2 separate regions of the Aedes albopictus genome follow, and region 2 is linked to region 1. The links are chromatin contacts, called in public Hi-C maps. All regions are on one chromosome and are shown on one strand. Each heading gives the region's core, a stretch centred on a gene start, on an enhancer-like site or on the middle of the called end of the contact. The rest is flanking DNA. Distances are from core to core; before and after follow the strand shown. Region 1 holds the start of LOC109414343 (septin-interacting protein 1). Region 2 holds the start of LOC109424226.

Evidence for each region. A called contact is a pair of places that touch in the nucleus more often than the background predicts.
Region 2: a Hi-C map of whole body shows a contact between it and region 1, with 8 times the contacts expected there. The contact joins the promoter of LOC109424226 here to the promoter of LOC109414343 in region 1. A contact is called at or near these places in 2 of 3 Hi-C or Micro-C datasets (embryo and whole body).

What each region holds. Positions count from the first base shown.
Region 1 is chr2:157,034,044-157,039,160 of AalbF5, reverse strand. LOC109414343 (septin-interacting protein 1) reads right to left here and starts at 3,312. Exons shown (of 2, transcript XM_019688160.3): 1 at 1,301-3,312; 2 at 541-1,181. The coding sequence starts at 3,176. The coding sequence ends at 592.
Region 2 is chr2:157,171,184-157,175,893 of AalbF5, reverse strand. LOC109424226 reads right to left here and starts at 1,840. Exons shown (of 2, transcript XM_019699308.3): 1 at 1,561-1,840; 2 at 844-1,497. The coding sequence starts at 1,607. The coding sequence ends at 1,005.

The DNA of each region.
Region 1 (5,117 bases), core at 2,063-4,562:
GGGAAACCGAACAGCTATCGGATGAGTGGAAGGAAGGGGTAATCTGCTCCATTCACAAGAAAGGCAGTCGTTTGAAATGTGTGAATGCTGCCTACAAAGTGCTATCCCAGATCATCTTCCGTCGCCTGTCACCTAAACCGAATGAGTTCGTGAAAAGTTATCAAGTCAGCTGAATACCAGGTTCCAACGCTTCACTTGCTCATTGACTTCAAATACGACAGTATCGACCGCACAGAGCTATGGAAAATCATGGTCGAAAACGGCTTTTTTGGGTCTTGGCTTCTGTAGTCCAAGAGACTGGGGAATATCGTAAGATCGTAATTCACCACTCTTTCATACGATTTGAATATAAATCACATGGAATAAGCGGTGAATAACGACCTCGCGGTATTATACCGCATCGAATATTATACAAAACCGATTTGAATAATTGTAATAAACGCGTAACATTTTATCAATTAGATCACAATAAAAAAAATGTGTCCTGTTGGATGTGATATAAAATGATGTTTGAAATCGACCGCAACAATATTTCTGCATACACGTTATAATCACCAATAATCAAAACATCTTCAAATCACTTACCATATTCTAACCACTAATGGCCCTTTCAATCAGAGCCGATAGCGAAATCGGCGTCCAATTAACTCCACCGTCCAAGCTGACAATGCACACCGACCGGTCGATGTAGCAGAACAGTTTCCCAACTCGGTAGACCTGTTTGCCCATTTCCCGTCTGCCGGGCATCGGCGCAAAGATGATCCCCCTTTCGGCGCATTTTTGCGACACCAGCTCTTTGAACTCCAACGTCGGCGATACGTCCACATGAACATCCAGCAGGGAGGGAGGCTTCGGTGGCGGAGGTATCGTGTCCATCGGTTCCACCGTCGAGGTGGAAGCTGAAGCTGAAGCCGACGAACCTGTCGTTATGCCGATGGAACGCTGCATCAGTTCGAGCGCCTTGCGGAAGCTTTCCTTGATGTTGGGCTGACGGATGATGTCCTCGGTGAACTGCGACTTCCAGCCCTGGTACCAGCGGGTGACCTGGTCGAAATTGGGCGACTGGTTGAGCCATAGCACTAGGGTTTGGATCCACTTGGGGAAGAAGAACTTGTCCAGGATGCACGCCATCTGAATGGTGGAGATCAGTTCGCTCCATTCCCACACTTGGTTGAAGATTTCTAAAAGAATAAAAGTAAAATTAACAATTTATAGTAATGTGAGTGGAGGGTTATTTTTAATTTGTATTAAGTGAAATTTCCAAATATGTGAAGTAATATAAAAGCAAGCCTTAACTTACCCAAGTCCTGCTGCAGCGGGTTGATCACCAGCTCCGTCAGTCGCAGCTCCAGCTTTGGAATGATGTTCTTGGTAAGGAACACCTGCAGGTCTTCGTCAGCCATCACACCCTTCCACGGCGTAATCATGGCTCGGGCCGATCGATCTTCCGGATTCCACGCCTTCAGTGCCTTGCTCAGCTTTTCTCGAATCGTCGGATAGATGCCGGATTCCATCTTTGAGCCGAGAATTCCTGCCCATGGTTGGATCCATACGTGAATAGGGATTGTGTCCGTGAGAGGATCCCATTCGGCGACGGCTGTGGTTAGTTTGTTCATGACTATCTGCTCTAGGACGTTGTCTAAGATCCACGAGGGAAGCAGCGGGGCCCAAGCGTCCAGAAGGGCGATCATCGGTTGATGAAGACGGGGGTCCCAGGTTGTGGCGGCGGAACGTATGCTGGGAATGACACCGGACCAGACGAGGCCAGAATATGGATCTAGAAGATTGCGTTTCTCGGTATCAGAGGATCCCAAAATGGAACGCCAGCGTTTGAACAGGTCCAGATGGCGGGTTGGGTCTACGAATGGATTCCACTCTTTGAGATAGGCTGCTATCAGAGGTGCCACAACGCCTGGAGCCAGATCAGCCAATCCGAATTCTTTGTATTCCGCGGGGAAGTCGCCTTGCATTCGTATGAAAATCCTTTCACAATCTTCCAGCGAAACTGAACCACTTTCCGGCTCGACCAAGGCCTTCACCAAGTCCAGGGCTCCCTCCAAAGTGTGAATGTAGTCTTCTTCCAGCTGGGTAATCCGGATTAGATTTTCCTTCTCAATTTCCAGCTGCTCTTCTCGGTCTTGTGCCTCGCACTTCTGCTTGTCGATGGCAATGATATCCTGCTCGCAATACTCCACGATCAGATTCAAATTGTGCATCAATTCCGGCAGGGCAAAGTTGGTCGTTTCCTTCGTCGCTGTTGATTCATACAAATCCTCTCCTGCTACTTTGGCCAGTCCCAATGCGTGGTATCCACTGAGAACTCGACTCTCAGGCCCGGTCATATCAATAACTTTCACGTTGCTCATTTTTGAGTTTTTATCAAATGGAGTGTACGTCCTCTTGCCCTTCTCAATGACATCCTCAACACTCTTATAGAAGTACCTTCCCTTGTGCTTGTCCTTTCTCCACTGCTGCTCCATATCCTTATCCTTAATCTCCTTGGGTTCTTCCTTCTCCTTCTTCTGCTTTTGATCCATCACAGCCGTCTTCTTCTCCGGCCCGTACGCTCCAATCGCCCCACGCCCCTTCCTCAAATGAGCCTCGATCGGAGCGGCAATACCTTGCAAATCTTTTCCCAACCCCTTCCCTGGCTGGTAACCCATCTGCAGAAGCAGCTTCGCTCCGATTCCCTTCGTGTGCTGTTCCCATCCTCCAACACCTTTCCCCACGGAAGGCGCACCACTTCTCGCCGGATACTTCCTAAATCCGGCCATCGATCGGAAATCGTTTGCCCTCGCCACCACCTCCGACTCCGATTCCGAGCTGGTTCCACTCGGCGCCCCACCAAACCGGGGCCGATCGTCCTCCTCATCCTCTCCCTCACCGTCGCTTTCCTTCTTCTCCTCAACCTTTTTCTTCCCGGCCTGTTGGATTCCTCCCGCCACAAACCCAATCGGAGCCGTATAATCCTTCGGTTTCTTACCACCGGCGCCACGACCACGACCACGCCTTGTCGACGAGCCTTCGCCTCCGTCCTCATTTTCCGAATCCTCATCGGCCCAGATGCCGTAGATTTGCTGGTGCTTGGTCGGACGTCGGTTGCGACGCTGCGGATTGAATTCGTTGTCCAGGTCGAAATCGGTGATCTCGAACCGCTCGTACTCTTCGTCGGCCATGGTCACTTATGGAAAAAATGATACTATTTTTCACCTTTATGCACAAAAATTGGAAATTTTGAAAGAAATTTACAGAAAACTGTGTTTCAAAAGCGTTTTCAATCGATTTTACGCCGTCTTTTGTTTACCCAGATCTGTCATGGCATTCGAGCAGTTTTGACAGCTCCAAAACTTTTGGTGATTTTGAAATATTTCTACGCAGTAGCATTGCACAGTGGAAAAAATAGGTATAAAACGCGAATAAATTCAATATCTCTGCTCGGAATGGACGGATTTGAATGAATTTTTGACACGAACTGTAAAAATTAATCTCTATCCACTTATCCGCGAGCGGTAATGGCGGCGGCGGGCACAACTAACCGATTCGCATTTTGACGTTTCTTGGGGATCGCAATCGGTTGGCGCCACCGAACGGGGGGTGAAGGGCGAGGTGAAGGGGTGAGGGGGAGAATGAAACTGTTTTGACTTTCCCCCAAGAAACGTCAAAATCCGAACCGGTTGGTTATGCCCGCCACCGCCATTACCGCTCGCGGATAAGTGGATAGTTTCAGATATTGTTCGTGCAGTTGAAAACCGGAATTTTTGACACGCGAAAATCGATTTTTCTCCTAAACCGTGTGTCAGACGTACGTCGGGCACAGTGCGCTGGATAGAGGGCCAGATCCGCAATCCAGCGCACTACGTCCGACATTAGGTTTCACGTATGTATTTTGAGAAATTTCGATTGTCGGGTGTGGGGAAACTTCGGGTTTCAACCGCGACGACAATAAGGAGGGTGTCATTCGCCGCACGATGCTGGAAATCAGTGTATTGAGCTCGTTTTACCCCACTATCTCTCACACATAGTTTTTTTTCACAGAGAACAGACATCCAGGCTAGAACAAATTTCATTCGAAAAGTTGTGTAAGGATTTGAATCTTTACTACCAATGTGCGATGACAACACTAACGCCCTAGGTGGTGCGAATAGAAACGGTTTTATTTTTCAAGCTAGCTAACACACACTTTACACACTCCCGGCACACAGCACGCACGAGCGTTCAATTTTCTTGCAACCACCTCTCTCAGCGCGGTTGTGAAACAAGCCGTCGCGACGCTGTTCGGAAATGGTAAACATGATCAATCCACCATTATTCCGATTTTGTTCTCGTGTTCAAAGTTTATTATTTCCCGCATAATCACTAACTGTAAATTTAGCGTTTCACATACTGTTGATGACTATTAGCAATTGTCAATCAACCATTTCTCAAACTATCCGAGATAACAGTAAGATAACCATACCACGTACAGATTTGCCTGTTTGACAAATGGTAAGCAGCCAAATTACAGTATGTGGAATAGGCGGTTAAGATAGGTTACCATAAAAAATCGCTCATTTTCCCGAACAAATTTTTCGCAATACAGTAAAGAATATGGTCGATATATTATCCATTTTTTTCAGACAATTCATTGTATAGCAAATGGTTGGGGAACAGTTTGACCGTAAATTTGAACGAAAACGAATACTGTATGTGTAACTAGTGATTTATAGTTCTCCATAGTAAAATAACTGCATTCCATATTGCACACATAAAGTTACGAAGAGTAAAACCAAAAACGAATCAAATAAGAATTAATGAAACAATTTCATTTATTAATTACACCGTAATATGCATTCATGCTATATGCCATGTAAATAGGTTGTTTTCTGCTCCAGCTTCATTGTTGTCAGCAATCACGAAGCGACGAAATGCCCGAAAAGCTTCAGCCGCTGGTTTGGAGATCGAATCAAGGGAAGGTCAATCCACACTTGATTGTCCTAGCGTTGGAAGCGCAACCGTGCATAAGGAAACAGCGCCTACAGGAGAAATATTAACAATTATTAGTTCACTGATCAACTGTAGAAACACTATAATCTGTCTGATGGAAAATACTTACCGTGGGGGGACGATGCACCTCATGC
Region 2 (4,710 bases), core at 591-3,090, 140 kb before region 1:
ATCTACACCGTTTCGGTCATGCGGATTCTGCGGCACACGTTTTTATCGCCCGCAGTAAGCTGATCGTTCTCGCAATACAAAATTCTTCCGCAATACATATAGGATTTTTACAGTTTATCAACTTCACGTGTATCAATCTTACCTCAAATTTCCTCATCTCTTCAGCAATCCTTGCACAATAAACCCAATGAAATATTATAATAAGACGACCAGGAAAATCTAGAAAAACTCACATTAAATATCGACAAATATCTATTAGAGAACTCTTCAAGAATATAGTTCGTATGGAATCAGCACAGAATTTGACAGGCGTCTACAAAGAAGCTACAAAAACATGTCGAATCCGAAATATGTCAAACAAAAATATGTCGTACGTTGAATACTATGAATACATCTGAAATGGAATTGCCCAAGGAATATCACTGCAGTACTAGTTTTTCTTTTACAATTCCTTCAAATAAATGTTCAAAGACAGTCCTATTTACTACAATCAAGAAAAAAAAACTTATTCATTCCTTGTCTTAATTTCTCACCCATCGAGATAAGCCAAGATTTGTTTTGCTATTAGCGTACCTACTTACCATAAGCCATCTTTCAAAAATCTCGCCAGGAATTTGTTCATAATCGTCGTTTTACTCCAGAAGCGAGCAGTGTGCATGATTGTTGGTGAGCTCGTTTCATACAGTTGATAAAAATGCTTTGGGTTTTTTGAGACAGTTCCATGAATTATGAAAGTCACGTGATCGAAAAAACTCGTTAGATGTTGTAATGTTTCCATTAGAAAAGAAATAATCCAATTTAACTGACAACTCATTTAACTTCTTTTCAATGAATGATGATGCGGAATTTTCAAGCAATTGTTAAAAATATATTTACAATTATGGATTATAGTACACAACTAAAATTGAAAAAGGTCTAGGAATATTACACATACTAAATTGGACTTCACTAAATAGATATTTGTAAAATGTTAACCAAGAACATCAAAAATAAAACATTCGACACTAGTAAACTGTTGTGTGTTCGTTAAACTTCGTCACTTTTGCATGCCTCTCCATCACCGCACAGAGATCGTCATCGTCGCTTTCATCCAGTCCGGCTCTCCGCTTTCGCTTCCGTGTGATCTGCTCCAGCAGCTCCGGGTGAAACTTCAGCCGTTGCTTTAACGTTTCCTCGTCCATGTAGTCCCACAGGTCCCAGTCGTCCATCAGAGCCAGCGGTTTGCGCTCCGGAGTCGTAGTGCCCGCGTTCTCCGTCGAATCGTCCAACTCCGGCGATCCCGCTCCCGATCGATATGCATCGTAAAAGCACGCCCTATGCGGGTCCCGATCGAACTCCTCTTCGCTCCACACGATTTCTTCGAGCTTTATTTCGGGATCTGTATCGTCGGCTTCCACAGATCCACCCACGGCTCCTTCGCTCTCGTCGTCGGCTGTAACGTTATTGTTGTTCTGCTCAAGGCATTCTTCGCTCCTCAACGGTTGAAGGTCATCATCCCTGATGGTACAAAGCAAAATTAAATTCATTGATTTCCTCACCTATACGCCATTCGCCACTTACATGATGCACCATTTAAAGGGAATACTATCTCGACATTCACTACACATAGGGCACAATTAAATAAACTTTCTCCGGTCGTAATCGTTTCTAAGCATGCTATGTTACGCTTTACACCTAAAATCTACGCGATATCATCGTTTTATTATGTGGAGGACTAAATTTATTTACACAAACTTTTCATAAGAATAATTGGTTCAGTCTCGAAACTGAAAAGTTGATCAATACTTGTTTACACATAGCTCGAGTGAACGGTCTGTCTGTCAGTATGGATAGACCAGTGATTTAGGTAGTGCGTGTAATGACAGAGAAACGTTGACACAACGGAACTCACCACTTCGTTCTTTTGCTTTACCTTGTTTGCCTGTGCCGTGAAACAACTACTAAACGCGCCTCCATACGTTGCTACTTATGAAAAGCATATGAACGAGGAGCATGGTGAGAAATATCTGAAATGTTTCTTCCAATATGTTGAGTCAATCAGTATGGTACCTAGATAATTTAAATTAGATTTTATTACCTATTTAAGTCGTATCCTTGATACCTACTTTCAATACAATCGTCTTCAAAGTAGGTATCGAGAATACGACTCAGATCATTATTTATAGACATTACATGACATCGTCAAGAAAGTAAGAATTTCCTAAAAAGAAAGCAATTTTGAATAAGAATGGATAGGAATATTAAAATTATATTGGGATAATGTTCTTATGACATGCTAAAGCCATACCTAGATGCTTGGTTTAAACCACAATCCGTGCCTTTTCTTTTTTATGTTTTATTGATTGTGATTGATAATATATATTTTTTTCGATCTTGTATCTTACCCCCAGCTTTATTTTAATATTTTAAAACCTTGCACAAAGATCAAAAATGGTTCAACTTAGTATGAAAAATTGTAAAAAAACGTATATCGCTTATTTATTTAATTTTATAGCAAAAATGTGAAATTTACAGTTCTATGCAGGGGAACGACACAATTTTTCACAACCCAAAAATGTCGAAATATCCCTCAAAAAGTCAAAATAAAAAGACGGCGAAGCTTTTGTGGGTTTTACCGTTTTTTTCGTCTTTTTCTGCTTTTTTTTTAATTTCAGCTTGTAAAAACTAGTGTCGCCCCCTGTTCTATGTCTTTGAGATGATATATCGATCTGAGTTTGCATTTCATATTCCATGTATTTTTTTCAGTTCAAACCAACAATCTGCTTATTTAACAAATTACGGGTCGATCTTGGTTAACCTGATTACCTTTTCCATACCAAATATAATCAAATTGCATGATTTTAGAGCATAAAAATTCGAATAATAGTCCCCATCTGGAATTTTTGTTCCACCATCTTCTGGTAATCTACTTTGGACTCCAGACAAGCAAAAAAATATGCGCCATTTTGTTTTTCGCCATGTTAAAATTTGCGCAAATTCCGATCACAATTTTTGGACACATGCACTCAAAATTTGTCAAATATTAGCAAGAACCCAAATATCGAAGTGATATGTTTTTTTTGTTGGAGCCAGCAGAGGACACAGGGCACAAAGCGGACAATCCCGAAAAGACCGAAATCCCGATAGTACTTTCGGAAATTAGCAAGAACCCAAATATCGAAGTGATATGTTTTTTTTGTTGGAGCCAGCAGAGGACACAGGGCACAAAGCGGACAATCCCGAAAAGACCGAAATCCCGATAGTACTTTCGGAACGCGTGGCGAAATGAAAACGAGTGAAATAACACGACGTACTTTATTGAAATTCTCTCGTGGAATGAAAAAGATACAGTGGTGGTTTTCTCTTCGCTTCCGCTGAAGCTCTTCTATCAGTTGAGCAGGGGCGGCGGATAAAATATATCGCCCCCTTTTTTCATCACTCCTCCTCGATATATGATTTCCGCTATTTCTGCTCACGTTCAACTAATCCTGCCATCGCAACGAATCTCTTCAGCTTCTCGCTTCCCAACGGTTTGGTTAGCATGTCGGCTGCCATGTCTTCAGATGCACAGTACTTCAGTTTTACAACTCCCTTGTCGATCAAATCCTTGGTGAAGAACTTTCGCGTATCTATATGTTTCGAACGCCTGGATTGACGTTCTTCCTCGGCGAAGTTGATGCACGCTTGGTTATCCTCGAATATGATAGTAGGATCACTCTGGTTCTCTCCCATATCACACAGTAAGCGACGAAGCCATACGAGTTCTCGGCTTGCTTCCGATAAGGCGATGAACTCCGCTTCCATACTCGACAATGAAACGCTTGTCTGTTTTCGGCTGGCCCAGCAAACGCTTGCGTGTCCCAGCAAAAACAAGTACCCAGTGATCGATTTGCGGTCGGACGGGTCGCTACTCCAATCGGCGTCACAATAACCCACTAGCTTCGTAGCTTCGCTTCTGGTAGCTGCCAACTTTAACTTGAATCCTGAAGTCTTCATAAGGTACCTTACGATGCGCTTCAGTTCCGTCCAGTCAACTTCTGTCGGGTCCTTGATCTTTCTGCTGAGTATAGAGATGCTTGCTGAAACGTCCGGTCGGGTGTTCACAGCTGTGTAGAGTATCGCCCCAACCAAGCTGTGATACTGTTGGTTATCTGGTAACAAGCGACTCCCTTCTCTGCTCCTGTAGTAGCCTACGTCCAAAGGTATCTTCGATCCTTTTGCCATGTCCAGGCCATGGCGGTTCGCTGTTTTTCGGATGTACAGCTCCTGATCCAAAGAGAAGAATCCATCGGCGCCTCTTGTCACACGAATCCCGAGAAAATGACTTATTTCCCCGAGTGACGTCAGCTCAATTTTCTCCTTCAACCGCCTTTCAACCTTCAAAATCTCCTCTTCGTCAACGCAGGCTACGATCATGTCATCCACGTAAATAATCAGGTACACTGTGGCACTATTCTCCAGTTTCTTGATCCACAAGCACGGGTCCGCTTTAGATTGGCTAAACCCAATTGAAACGAGTACCTGGCTGATGGTATCGTTCCATACACGAGCGCTTTGTTTCAAACCATACAAACTGCGGTTCAGTTTGCAAACAAGGCTTTCTTTCCCGGACTCGACGAAACCCCTGGGCTGCTGCATATACATGTCCTCTTTCAGATGTCCGTGCAGATAGGCGTTTTTAACGTCCCAGTGCCGAACTGTCATTTTCTTCTCTCCGGCAATTGTCAGCAA